2 separate regions of the Sus scrofa genome follow, and region 1 is linked to region 2. Evidence: chromatin contacts called from public Hi-C data. All regions are on one chromosome and are shown on one strand. Each heading gives the region's core, a stretch centred on a gene start, on an enhancer-like site or on the middle of the called end of the contact. The rest is flanking DNA. Distances are from core to core; before and after follow the strand shown. Region 1 holds the start of ZFAND1 (AN1-type zinc finger protein 1). Region 2 holds the start of SNX16 (sorting nexin-16).

What was found. Hi-C and Micro-C count contacts between places; a contact is called where the count stands out from the background.
Region 1: a contact with region 2 is called in a Hi-C map of skeletal muscle, with 6 times the contacts expected there. The contact joins the promoter of ZFAND1 here to the promoter of SNX16 in region 2. A contact is called at or near these places in 4 of 47 Hi-C or Micro-C datasets (heart right ventricle, liver and skeletal muscle) and 2 of 2 datasets of contacts at active chromatin or transcription factors (alveolar macrophages and skeletal muscle).

Annotation. Positions count from the first base shown.
Region 1 is chr4:54,907,442-54,910,285 of Sscrofa11.1, forward strand. It overlaps ZFAND1 (AN1-type zinc finger protein 1), which reads left to right and starts at 1,440. Exons shown (of 8, transcript XM_003361194.4): 1 at 1,440-1,523. The coding sequence starts at 1,469.
Region 2 is chr4:54,799,932-54,802,685 of Sscrofa11.1, forward strand. SNX16 (sorting nexin-16) reads left to right here and starts at 1,432. Exons shown (of 8, transcript XM_001926702.5): 1 at 1,432-1,648.

The sequences.
Region 1 (2,844 bases), core at 190-2,689, 110 kb after region 2:
AAATGCTGTGAATGAGACAGTCTCTTTCCTTATGGGACTGTCATTCTAGCCGAGGAAACAGACAATAAACAAACAAGTGTAAAACAAAGTTAGGAGCTCTCCTTGAGCTACACATAGACAAACCAGACCCTAAACCAAACCATGGAAATGTTTCCATTTCATTTGGACTAATAAACAAATATTTACCATCTATCCAGAGCACTTTAACAGCAAAAATCTAGAAAATCTGCTAATATTGGTTGACCCAATGAGGTAAAAATAAACATACACAATCTAGATAAGCCACTGATTCTTAAATTCAAGAATATCAGAAGCCTTTGATACTTGGATTTTAGTCTTGGCTCTTCCACTAATTTGGACGAATCATTTAACTTCTTTGATCCTGTTTTAAAAAGTTGGCTGGGATAGTGAGATAATTTCCATTACTTCCAGCTCTAAAATCTGAAGTTCCTCTAGAGACCCAAGAAGTCTGAGATGAACATTTTTAAATAGATTTATTCAAGAGCAAATCTTGAAGTAAATCACATGTTTCTCAATCCCACACTTCCCTCTTTCTCAATGAATATTGATATGAAAATAGTCAAAGTTATATAAAAGGCAATGGATACTTTCATAGTTCTTTTCATTAGCATAGCTTTGATTGTCACTCATCCACTGAGTCCTGTCAGTCTGTCACCCTAACATCACGTCAGTGGAATGGCATCCATCTGCACCCCACCTAGAAGAGCGTCCCTTTCCTCAGTACCTTTGAAGTGGCTCATCAAGCGCATGAAGCTCCTTACATCCCAATGGAATCACCACAAGCTTTCTGTGTTGAGGCTGCGCCCTTTGAACCATGTGGCTCAGTACATACTTGAGACCTCAAGAGCTAGACTTTTTTTTTTTTTTTTTTTTCTTGCCACAATGTAGAAAGGAAGGGAGGAAGGAAGGGAGGGAAGGAGGGAAAACTTTACTTTTGAAAAAGTTTGACTCCCTTGCAAGGAGCATTTACTTTAAACTATACAATCAAATAACACTAGTGTAGGACAAGTCAAGAACTGAACCAGTGTCAGTTCTCCTTCCCTTGATTCTTGCATATACTTGTGCCAAACTGTGTTGGTTCCTAGAGATATGGCGTTATATTAATTTAATCAACAACAACAAAATCCTTGTGAGGCCGTCCGGGACTCCAGGAGGAAACCCACGTACGCGACATTCCAAAAAGGCAGATGGGTATTTTCCTAAGGACTGGGCATTAGGACTCCTGCCCGGAAATATCAGACCAACAGCCCTTTCCTCCGTCTGCCTCCCTAGGCGACCAGGGAGCAAATACACAGAAATCAGAGCAAGGAAAGCAGCCAGACCACTTTTGCTCCGCAGCCCACCCCACTTGTAGGTTCCGCCCTTGGGCCCGCCCCCACTCCCAGCAGGCACCGCGCGCGCCATCGCCCCGCCCCCCGGCTGTGCCCGCCCCTCGCCGCGCACGGAGATGGCGGAGTTGGACATTGGGCAGCACTGCCAGGTGGAACACTGCCGCCAGCGAGGTGATCGAGGAGCCCCTAGCCCCGGGCCGCGGGAGATCCGGACGCCGCTCTGCCTCCACGGAGGCAGCGGATGACGGGAGGCGGTGGGCTGAGGCGGAGTCTCAGGAGTTAGGGCGGGCGTGTCCCTCATGGGTCTGCAATGAGATGTGTCTGTGCTGTTTTTGCTGCCCTTGAGATTTTGGGAGACCTCTGGTCTCCTTGGAAGGGAACCATGAAATTCCTGAAAACACCTTGCAATGTTAGCTTTGGTTTTCCAGGGCGCCTTGCCAGGAAGTCTCATCGCGCCCACTCCTTTCTGATGAGCTCTGGGAAGGGGCGGGGGAGCGCTTTGGTCTGGGAGTCGGGAGAGTTCCCCTCTGATCCTGCCCCTGCGACTTTGGGCAAGCCACATGCCTTTCCCAAACTTTTTGTTTGCTTATCTGTTCCTTGGCTGTCAGACGGAGGAGTTGGGTGAAATCAGTTTCTAACCTGGTTTTCGCGGACTGCTCAGGAGCTTCTAGTGAGAAGGCCCTTAGCTTTTCTTCCAGATGATCCTTGAGCTCACTCAGCTTGTCCCTCAGATTCTGATGATCCCTGTTTCAGCAAACATTTACTGAGCACTTCTTTTGGTGCTGGGACCACGTAAGGGTATAATATACAGTCCTTCCCACAGAAAAGCTTTCAAGAGTAGTTAGCTGCACTTAAGAGCAGTAAAAGGTGATGATCTCTCCCCACTGAAGTGAGGGGCCTTGTAATCAATCCCATAGTCAGGGGTGGTGTGGCACAGGCCTCAGGGACATGGGAAACCCGCACTTTCCGGAAGCGCTAGAGCCACACAGAATGCTCAGTCTTTGGTACTTCGCTTTCTCCCCAAATGTTTGCAATCACTTTTGGCTCATACTACATCGGGTGGCAAAATAGGTTTTATCTCGCATTGCAGCTTCCGTCATTGGTAGCAGGGACCCGATTACTGTTGAGAAGGACTTTGGGGTTTAGCTCAGAATTAGTGGGAGTGCCACACAATTGATAAGTGATACTTGTTGTGGGCGGTGGGCAAAAGGACACAATCCCTGCTGGGTTCTTGTTACTTACGGCACTCTGATATGCATCTTTCACCACTGGTTGTCATCTCTAGCCATGAAGCAGGCAAGAACTTATGTTCCTTGCAGACCTTTCACTGGGAATCTTAGCCAGTTAGACTTTAACTGTAAATTACTTAATTCAGGTATACCTGATTACCCCCAGCAGTCCATGATATCTACCATTTGTGGCATAGTTCATCTTCCTTTCCAACTTCAGGTGTCTTTTTAAAATGTAAGTATCTGGAATGAGGCCAGATACC
Region 2 (2,754 bases), core at 182-2,681:
AAAGTCCTCATCACATGAAAAAGAATTCAAATTATGTATGGTGACAGATGTTCACCAGACCTATTGTGATAATCATTTTACTGTGTATACGAATATGAATCATTATGTTGTACACTTGAAATTAATATGTTATATGTCAATTACATCCTTTAAAATATTTTTAAGAAAGGTTCAGTTCATTTTCTGAAAGTAAAATCTAGATATTCATCATATCAGATATTCCAAAAGATAAAGCATACATATAGGATGTATATCCTCTATGCTCCTTTCAATAATCTGTGGAGGAAGTTCTTCTTCGGCAATTTCAATGTTCTAGTCTAGATCTTTATCCTCCTGCCAACTAGAATATTCATATACCTTGACTTAAAAGTTTAATAAGCCTTGGCCTCCTTGATATTAGACTATCAGCTTTTCCACATCAAACGTATCTTTTGCTCCCACCTGCAGCCCTGACCGCGAGTGAGGGAAATATCCCAAGGCTCATTTTTCTTTTCTTTTCTTTCTATAATGTTATTCACTTACAGATCTCATGGATATAACTGCTATCTCAGGGCCAAGACAGCCAAGTTTATCCTGAAAACTACCTCATGTTTTAATCTACTGTTTCTATAGAATTCTCTTTTTATCTCTCGTTCACACTGGAAGAGAAAATTATCAGTCCAAAACCATTATTATGCTATAAACCAGATTATCTTCCTACGCTCATTTGGAAATTACAACTCTCAATTTTCCTCAGTCTTGGGAATATTCCAAAGCCTTAAAAATCATAAAATGATTTTTAAATCAAATCACTCAATTCTAATAATAAACAGGTTCGCAGGCTGATCTGAATTTTAATATTTGGCTATAAAAGACGAATTTCCTTATAATCTTCAGGTCTTTATATGTGCACGTCTAACAAATTCAAGACTACATTATTTGAGATAAAATTGCTCTCAAGATGATTTTAAAAAACAAACAAGCAAAGAGACCAGCACCACCACCCTGAAGAATTTCAGAAGTTCTCTGCCAACAAGGAGTTCCGAATTATGTAGGGAGAATAGGTTGTAAAGCAGCATTCTATCTTCCCACACCCAGGATCTACTGCCATCCATTAAAGCCCTGCTAATTCCAAGAAACAATGTGTAACCTAGTAGAACCAGCTCAAGCCGATGATGACTACAAGTCCCATGATGCAAAGTAGGAGCCGCGGCCAATGCTGGCCGTAATTCCTCCTGGGAGTTGTAGTCTTCTCCTCACCTATCGGGCAAATGACGTTTCTTAGCCTCCATTTCCCAAAAGTTAACTTATAAAATAAAGTTACAGAAAATATGGTAAAATTCTTACCACAAAACTACGTTCAACGTAGTTTCCAGAGAGGGCTGGTCCCACAACTCCGGTGCGCACCTCTGGAGGCGGGCACCCTTTGCCTGACGTCACTTCCTGGATAGGAGGCCAGGCCTAGCCCCGCCCTCCACCTCGCGGGGATCCTGGGCCCCGCAGCCAGGGCAGAGGCCGGCGAAGGCGGGGAGCAGCTGTTTTCTAGCAGGGGCGGTCACGTGAGGCGTCTCGGTGTTGTGGGTGGAGACGAAAAGCTGCAGTAAAGGGGGGGGTCGGATTTAACCGTCACTGGGAAGCGCGCCTGAGCTGGATCGCCAAGAGGGCTGAGGTAGGGACCGGGCGGCGGGCGCTGTCTTGGGCGCTCGTGCGGGTGACACCTGAGCCCCCGTGGCTGGAGGGCGGCGGGCTGGCTCCCCAGAAGGGAGGAGAGGCGCGGCAGGAGTCCCCAGGCCAACCTCAGGCCACCGCCGACTCCGCTGTGAATCTGGGAGGTGCTGATAGCACATCGCGAGGCGGAGGTGGGACTGTCTTGGGGGCCCCAAGTTGCTCCGAAGCAGTGGATCTCGCCATCCACCGAGCCCAAGACCCTTGGTCTGCTCAGACACCGACCAGACACTCCTGGGGTCGAGCTAAGCCCAGGTTTCTCCCTTTTGCTTTCACCAGCGACTTCTCTCGCCCATCGTGTTCCTCAGGCTCCAGCCACTTCACCTGTCCGAGGTTCTCCGGAGTAGGGCTGAGATGTTCTTCCTCAGAGCGTGTCGATGGCAGAGCAAAAGTGGGGACACTTGTAATGAGCCCAGTACCTTTTCATAACGTTTGGGTAGCGCTCACTTCCTTGCAAGGTCAGCACTGTGTTGGCCTGAGTAGTACGCCTAGCCCTGTGGCCTCAGGTGTTGGAGTGGCCAAGGGTAGGGCAACCCACCGCCGGTTAGGGGGTTGAGCTTGCAGACTTTACTTCTTTTGGGGGAGGCCCTCAGGCAGAACCGAGGAGTGGTGAATCAGCAGCTCAGGTTTCACGACTCTTTTTGATGGTGGGGAAGGTTACCCAGAGCCACGTGCTGGGTTGAAATTTTTTTTCAGCATCTCTCCGAGTTTGAGCAGCTTGTTTTCTACCTTTTTCACCAGTAGAGTTGCGTTGATATAGTTGAACAGGCGACCCGTTGTTATGTGCCTTTTCCCTGGTCTGTAGTTATTGCCATTTCTTGGTTTAGTATTTAACAGCTTAGTGGTAAACTTTTTTCCTTCGTATCGTTATGAATTATTTTGAGACAAGATAAACTCGTCCTTTTGACAACAGAGCTTACTAAGTATGACGATTTGCTAAGTACTTGCAGTTTACAGCATAGCAGAATCGGGAAACTATGTAGGAAATTTAAACTTGTCATCATTTAGTCTTGTTGGATATAAGTTTAATGTTCATTGCGGTTTATTTGG